2 separate regions of the Zea mays genome follow, and region 2 is linked to region 1. A link is a contact called in public Hi-C data. All regions are on one chromosome and are shown on one strand. Each heading gives the region's core, a stretch centred on a gene start, on an enhancer-like site or on the middle of the called end of the contact. The rest is flanking DNA. Distances are from core to core; before and after follow the strand shown. Region 1 holds the start of LOC100286371 (60S ribosomal protein L13). Region 2 holds the start of LOC100383017 (PRP38 family protein).

Region 1 (4,268 bases), core at 915-3,414:
CCACTAGTGGCTGCATCGGAATAAAGATAGAAAACAAAAACAGGGTATACCTGCTTCACTTCTTTTCATCCTTCTCTGCCTCAGCCGCCTTCTTCTGGCGGGCACCAAGGTGTTTCTTGTTCATCCGCTCAAGACGGAGCTTGCCGTAGGCCGCAAACGACTTCATCTCATCAGTAACCTTCACAACCTCGACTGAGCGCTTCTCACCACGAGTAATAGGCATGTAGTCACCCTGGACCTGGGTGGCCGTGGCAAGCTCCTCCGGAGTAGAGTCGCCGGCCTGCATTGAAGGTAGGCCACAAGGGATTAGAAGTCAAAACAACCAGCATGTCTTCAAGAGAGGCGTCTTCAAGGGACAAGGCATTCAGGAAAGTATTTCTACACATACATTGGCCTTGCGAGCACGCCTTGGGAAGATAACCAGCTTGGCCTTGTACGTCTTAAGCCTCTGGACATTGGCCTGCAGTCCCTCGAGAGATTTGTTCTTGCGGCGGTGATCCACAGAAATGCCAATGGTTGGGGCAAGCTTCTTTGGAATGCCGGCAGCCTGCAATCGATGAGATTAACTCTAATCATCAGCACCAAGGATGTAACACGATACATCGATGAAAAGAGTGGCTTGTCAGAAGGTAGCTGAATGAGGATCAACAGAAAACTTATGCCAATCAAGCCACATCTGAAACAAAACGTAAACACCATGCTGATACTCGGAATAGGGAAGGAAAACTACTTGACTACAAAAAATTCCAAACATCAGCAGAGCAGTTCACACACAAATTAACAAGTGCCATACAAATTGTATACACACAACAGCAGATTGTTCCAGAACACCAATAAAAACAAACTAGAACATTCAAGAAAGCAACATGGCTCAATAGAACTCAAATGGAAAGACAATGGCAAAGCAATGCATCACCTTCAGCTCCTCAAGGGTAAATCCTCTCCCAGCCCTCGACTTCATGTTGTACTTGAGAGTCTGGCATTGCACAATGGGGCGAAGAGGGCCAGCAGTTGGGCGTGGGAATATCTTCACAGCCTTCTTTTGACGAGCTGCATAATAACGTAGCAGGGTCAAAGTAGAAAGCTGTTAGTAATCATGAGAAAGATAAGGGAGAAATTACACATAACAAGTGGTCGGCAAAGAAGCAACCTGAGTGAAACAATTGAGTAAAGGAAGGCAACTTTTATTTTGATTTGTTCATTGATATCACAACAGTAGTACATCAGATCAGATACATGCAGAAGCCAATTAGCATCTCGTGGCATCATGATTGGTACTAGTGTATCAACTAAATAAGAAACTAATGAAGTAACATGACACAAACATCAATGAAGGTAAAGACAAATAAGTAGCTAACATCGTCCTTACAAGGTGTCGTTGTAGGGACAAGAAACAGCTAACTAATTGACCAACAGTATCCTTTTACCACCAACTGAGCAACCCAATACAAGCCCAAATGAACTAAATTGCAACAAATTAGTACTTGCACAGATTTATTATCGACGGCATTGAGAGAGAGAGTATTGAAATTTGCAGGGCATGGCAAACTATCTGTAAACAACTAAGTCTTGAATTCAAGCACGCAACATATTGGAAGGCTGAAAGAGGGTAAGCACAGAAGAGCTAACCGATGCGGCGCCTCTGCTTGCGGGCGGGCTGGTTGAACCATGTCTTGACATAGTTCTGCCAGTGCTTCTTGAAGTGCCCGTTGGGGATAACGTTGTTGTGCTTCACCATTTCGCCCTCTTCCTTACCTTCTTACCTGCACGTCAATGCAATAACCACGTCATCCAGCTGAACAACAAACGGAGCCGCCAAAGCTCCATCCTCGTTAGCCCAGCAGCACGATATCAAAGCAGGCATGGTCATTAAACGCACATAAACACACCAGGCACACCACCAATAATTCAATCATGTGCACCACATAGCCTACTGCTAACCAATCAATCCAGAACCCCAACCCTTCGCGCAGCAAGATACGCGCGTGCATCGGCTTGTCATCCAGAAGAAACGAGCGCCCCATCCACCCACAGAACGTTGCGGGGGACGGCGGCGCAGGAGGGAATGTAGCAAGCTAGCGTACCTGCAGAGGAGACGCGGCGGCGGCGGAGGGGCGTGAAGTGGAGGAAGTTTTGGGCTATAGGGTTCGGTGCTTATTGGGATCGGGGGTGCCGTGGGCTGACGGGCCGCCATTCCTATCACACAAGATTAACGGGCCATCCTCCACAGGTTGTTTAAATATACATTAGTGAGTTATTTGTGCATTGCTACAAATTTTATATATTAGAATAATAACTTGCCCATACTTTGATACGACTTTTATATATCATATAAATAGTTATTGAGATATTTATTTAAATATAATTATTGTTTATTTCTAAACACTAGGAGACGTGAGGTCTGGTGGTTAGCCCCAAATTTTTGGAGTAGGGTGCGTGGATTCGAATGCTCGCTCTGCACTACTTTTTTGCTCGGTGTGGTTGCTGCACGGACGGGATCGTGTGCTGTACAGGTGCAGTAGCTGGCTGCACGGGTGTTGGATCCACAGGGAAGTAGCTGAGAGAGCGCTGCGCGGGCGCTAGACGTGAGACCCACAGAGCACGGCGGGGTAGGAGAACTAGTCAGGCCACTGCGCAGGGATGCGCTCGCGCCGGGAAAGGGCACGCGAGCAGAGGGACGACGCCGGCGGGATGAGGGAGAGGGAGGAGGAAGGTGCTGCGCGCGGCTGCGAGTTGGCGACGTACGACGACGCAACTCGGCCAACAGGGAGGGACGAAGGGAGCGGGGCCGACGGTTTGGGGAAGGAGGAGGAGATAAACGCGTCCCGGTGCTTGAGTGGGAGGTCGTGGGCGTGGGCAGTTGGGGAAGATGAATAGCACGTCACGGACCCAGCTAGGCAGGTAGGCCCCCACAGCCAGCGGCGGCGGCAGCTGGGCGAGCGCGCGGCTGCGCGCGTGCAGCGACGATGGCACGCGAGCGAGCGCGCGGGCGCTGGGGCGCGGGGCATGGCTGAGCCATGGGCGCGCGGGGCGCGGACAGGCCAACCAGGCGGGGCCACGGGCGGGGCTGGGGGCGCGACGGCTAGGGAGGGCGTGACCTAGGGTTTGGGGCGCGGGGCTGCCGCGCGGCTGGGCCGCCGAAGCAGGCCGGGGGGGGGGGGGGAAAGCGCGCTGGTGGGCTGTGGCGAGCGAATGGGCCAAGGGGCAACGAAGAGGGGTGTCGGCGTTTCGACCCCGGGGGGTCCCTGGACCGACGAGTAAATTGTCGCCGCGTGTCCCAGCCCAGATGGGTCGGCGCGAGACGGAGCACGAAGGGGGGAAGAAGACAGGCAAAGGGGAATCCCGCGGCCTTCGTGTTGCCCTGCGCCCAGGTCGGGTGCGCTTGCAGTAGGGGGTTACAAGCGTCCACGTGGGAGAGCCTTATGCGCCGGCCCGTTCTCCCGCGCGACCAACCTTCTCGTGCGAGAGCCCTGGACCTTCCTTTTATAGACGTAAGGAGAGGGTCCAGGTGTACAATGGGGGTGTAGCAGTGTACTAACGTGTCTAGCAGACAGGAGCTAGAGCCCTAAGTGCATGCCGTCGTGGCAGTCGGAGAGGTTTTGGCACCCTGTTCATGTGATGTCGTGGCCGTCGGAGGAGAGCTGGAGCCCTGCGGAAGGATAGCTGCCGGGGCTGTCGAATCCTTGCTGACGTCTCCTTGCTTCCGTAAGGGGCTGAGAGCCGTCGTCGTCATGGAGCACGCAGGGCGCCATCATTATTTGTTTACCGGGGCGAGCCAGATGGGACGCCGGTCTTGTTCCCCGTAGCCTGAGCTAGCTAGGGGTAGGGTAATGATGCCCCCCCTGTGTCGTGGTCGGTCCGAGCCCTAGGTCGGGCGAGGCAGAGGCTCCTCCGAGGTCGAGGTCGAGTCTGTCTTCCGAGGTCGAGGTCGAGTCCGAGCCCCTGGTCGGCGCGAGGCGGAGACCGTCTTCCGAGGCCGAGGCTGTGTCCGAGCCCTGGGGTCGGGCGAGGCAGAGTTCGTCGTCTTCCGGAGCCGAGGCTGTGTCCGAGCCCTAGGGTCGGGCGAGGCGGAGTCCGTCGTCTTCCGGAGCCGAGGCTGTGTCCGAGCCCTGGGGTCGAGCGAGGCGAAGTCCATCTTCCAGCGTCGAGATTGAGCCCGAGCCCTGGGGTCGGGCGAGGCGGAGCTTCCTATGGCGCCCGAGGCTGGACTTAGCTGCTGTCAGCCTCACTCTGTCGAGTGGCACAGCAGTCGAAGCGACATAGGCGGC
Region 2 (3,866 bases), core at 324-2,823, 140 kb after region 1:
AAAATTATGTACAAGTGATTCGCAAGGAATGTAAGATTTTTCATTGCAAAAAATACTTCCGAAATAAGTTTTATAATCATCCCAATAAACATATAGATTCATACACTAACCTCATGCCTAATGAATAGATACAGGGCCATGAAGCAAGACATTCAGCATCAGCAAACAGAAGGGCAGGAAACAGAAACTTACAGCTCTAATGTGTGGGGAGTCAGGATGCTTCAACAAACCGTGCATCTGTTTGACAGTAAGCTTCATGGTAAAGAACTTGTATAGAAGACAGAATGCAGTGGAGGGGCCTCTGCAATTGCCAGTCATCCAAGGCTCCACATGTTTGACAGTGTTGTAGATCTCATCGATGACCTCATGATAGGTTTTCAACCTATAGAGCTCCTTAAAGTAATCAGAAGACAGAATGTTCATGCTAAGAACCTTCTCCATCAGCACATCAATGGGCTTCCCTGAAGTTTGTATCTCCATTTTCCAGAAAAAAAATCAATCTCAATCACAAAGATCAATATGGGATATCCTCCTATTCCAAAGTTTATGTAACCTGCACACAGTAAAGTCAGGGAATAAGAAAGGTACAGCAAAACCAAGGAGTGAACGAATGAATTTCTGCTAAACAATAGGGTGAGCATATAGCCATATACAGATGACAGATCATTTGTTTCTATACAAGCAATCTATCTAGTGAAAAATGGTCCCTTTCCTTGGCCTATGGCTGAAACCACCACATTGCCCCCAACATGCCAATTTAAACTTGCATCGCTTTCCACTGTGCTCATACTAGTGAAGAATAATTAACGACACCATATTTACATTCACATCAAAATTCAACTCACAGTTAAAAATATAGCATTATTTTCATTAGATCCTAACTCATATTTACCTCATGGTACATATCCAAATGATTGAATTATCAATTATACAAGGCCTATATAGTAACCTGCGTAACCCATTTGAGCATGAGTAGCCTACAAGAATTCATGAAGTACTAAGATCTTCCACCAATATAATGGTTATGCATATATGTAACCCTGACCCAAGTAAACCAGACGAATTCTTCACCGTTTACTATGGTAGGGATGCTGCTGCAGATGTTTGCCATTCGCATAGCCCTAACCCAATTAAACACCTCTTACGATTCTATCTAGCACAACAAAAAACAAGTCCGTAGCAAACCAATTCCATCAGAAACGGCCCGAGGTCGTAGCGGATTCAACGCGCGCAAAATCTCTAGGAATAAACCGCTACCATCGCCTACCAATCGAATCGATACGGAAAACAAAATAAGGAGCAAACCGGGCGAGTGAAATCCACCAGGAGGCTCCTCACGGTTCGATAGAAGAGCACGTAAAACGGGACTAGATCCTACAACAACCCATGCAAAAGCAAGCTAGGGTTTCCTTATTACCAGCAAAAGAGGGAACTCGTTCCGGGTCCGGATTGATCTTCACGCCACGCCGCCGGCCGGACCGGCTGAGAGGAGGAGCAGGGCGACAACGAGGGTGACGGCTAGAAGACTCCGTCGAGGTCGGTGGTTTGCTTGGCTTCGGCGGAGGAGGCGTGCGCGTTCGGGGCGGCGGCCGCGGGGGCAGGGAAAAAGATAAGTATTGTTCCGTTAAGGGCCGCGATGCGAGGCGGCCGTGCCTGTATTTTATATATTTTTCAGTTCAGTTTGCTCCTCTCGGATTTGTTTGGGAGAGCTTTATTCTTTCATTCAAACCAGATTTAGCTTTACTGTAGTTTATAATATTAATTTAATTAATTTTAAAAATATGTTTAATCTAAATAATAAATAAAATAATTTATCTAAATGTTTTCTAAATACTTATATCTCTAGCTTAAAGATTTTTTGAAGCTCCTCAAAGATTGTTTCACAACAACTGTTTTTATATCATCTCGTAAAGTTGCATGAAAATTACTTACCACGCCACTAGTTACATAACTCATGACAGCCACTAATCAATTGTATTGTAGAAGTTGAAGTCTATGTGCAAGTCAAACACTTCTCGAGCCTATTTTAACAATTTGTTGGAGTTGTTTTATGGAGAAGCTAGAAAATCGAAGATGAAATTATTTAAGTGAAACCCTCCCAAAGCATCTCCAACAATATCTTAAACTGGTGACTCAAATTTAAATATGAGGCTCTATAAGGAAAACTACTCTAACAGTGTATCATTTCATAAAATTTAGTCAAAAATTTATAGGGCACTCTCTTAAGTGCCTTAAATATACTACACTGTAGCGCGCTTCCTTATAATCTAGATTTGAGACTTTACTGATAGAGTGGAATGTTTTTTTTGCCCTAAATTCTATAAAATATATAATCATTTTTAAATTATAGGGCATTTTTATAAGTCACGTTGTTGGAGATGCTCTAATAGGAGAGAGAAGTGAAGCAAGCGAGTTGGATCATTTTTTTTCACAATTTTCATTTGATTTGATGATAATCTCTATATCTTTACTATTATATTGTCTCCAACGGTGTGCCCTAAATTCCATCCTCTAAAGAAATATTTCATATCATTTACAACACTCTCTAAAAGACTCTATTCTCTATATTGTTTCCATCTCCAACAACGTTCTCTAAATTTTATCCTCTATATCTGCAATGTTAACAAAATCCATAAAGTACCATATTTATTTACTCTTTTGCATATAATTTGAACATGACGTAATTAACTAGGACAAATTCTTGAATGTATATTAATTAGGAAATCAATTATCTAGGATTATTGTGTATATATTAATTCATGTAAAATGTCATTCATGTGTACTTAGATTAATTTATGCTGATCATTTTTCACCATGATCCACGGGTTCCACAACCATCACGTGCACGAAAGGTAAAGTAGAGAGAGGAAAATGCGGGACTACTCACGAGGCTGGTGTTGGAACTTGCTCTCTTGGGCAAGTTGATCCAACGGGAGAGTAAAAGCAACGTAAACAAGGTTTCAATTCGAGATGGCAATAGCTCTGTTAATCTAGCCTCTCAAGGGTACTGTGCGGGGGTATTTATAGGTACCTGAGTGCCCAGCATCCTGAGTTAAGGACGCATGTGCCCTCAGGCGCCTAGGTTATCCCCGGAATATTCTCATAAAGCAGGGTTACAGACTGTAATTACATGGAAACCTTTACAAATTAGGCCCGTAATGCGCAGCGGCCACGCAGGGCCTGTTACAATGGGCCGGATCACACGTGGGCCTCCATGTTGGACGAGGTCACGGGATGGGATGACCTCGTCATAGGCCTTCGTCCAGCGACGAGTGGGACGAAGGGTAAAGTCTGCCAGTCGTCTTGTCTCCGTTGGTGCAGCGAGGCTGGCGAAGGCATCGAGCGAAGGGTGGCGTCTTCGCCTTCGCCCCAACATTTGCCCTCTGAGGGACCAGTTCGACTAAGTCATCTGGTGTCGAAGGCGTCGCTAGATGGTGGAGACGCTGCCCTTGCTCGAAGTGGTTCCACGGGGTTTTTGACATGACCGTTGATTGACGCCGCACTGTTGGATTGCGGGCTTACCGAAGCGTCGCGCCCTGTGTATATAAAGGGGGCGGGGCGGCGCAGATTGAAATTTACCTTTCTGCGCGCCGCGAAAACCCTAGCCTCCCTTCCAAACTGCTCGCCTGCTCGTCTGCCCTCCTTGCTCCTGTTCATCGGAGAACTGGCCCGCGTGAAGCAGACCGCGCGCCGCCGTCGACGGTACGTAGCTATGACGTCTTCCTCCTCGTCTGTTGCGACCACGCCGACGGCCGAGGCGTCTTCCGAAGATCTCTCGGGCACTGTGGCGGCAGCGGAATTATGACCGGGTGATACGGTGGAATTCGGTGTTTCGCGGATGTCGTTGGTCCGCGTGCAAGATATGC

The links. Hi-C and Micro-C count contacts between places; a contact is called where the count stands out from the background.
Region 2: a Hi-C map of leaf shows a contact between it and region 1, with 6 times the contacts expected there. The contact joins the promoter of LOC100383017 here to the promoter of LOC100286371 in region 1. A contact is called at or near these places in 7 of 25 Hi-C or Micro-C datasets (ear, leaf, leaf mesophyll and 1 more) and 1 of 3 datasets of contacts at active chromatin or transcription factors (seedling).

The regions. Positions count from the first base shown.
Region 1 is chr6:138,882,582-138,886,849 of Zm-B73-REFERENCE-NAM-5.0, forward strand. It overlaps LOC100286371 (60S ribosomal protein L13), which reads right to left and starts at 2,165. Exons shown (of 5, transcript NM_001159258.1): 1 at 2,085-2,165; 2 at 1,630-1,763; 3 at 917-1,050; 4 at 389-547; 5 at 1-280. The coding sequence starts at 1,738. The coding sequence ends at 56.
Region 2 is chr6:139,027,055-139,030,920 of Zm-B73-REFERENCE-NAM-5.0, forward strand. It overlaps LOC100383017 (PRP38 family protein), which reads right to left and starts at 1,574. Exons shown (of 5, transcript NM_001175696.1): 1 at 1,418-1,574; 2 at 193-553. The coding sequence starts at 480.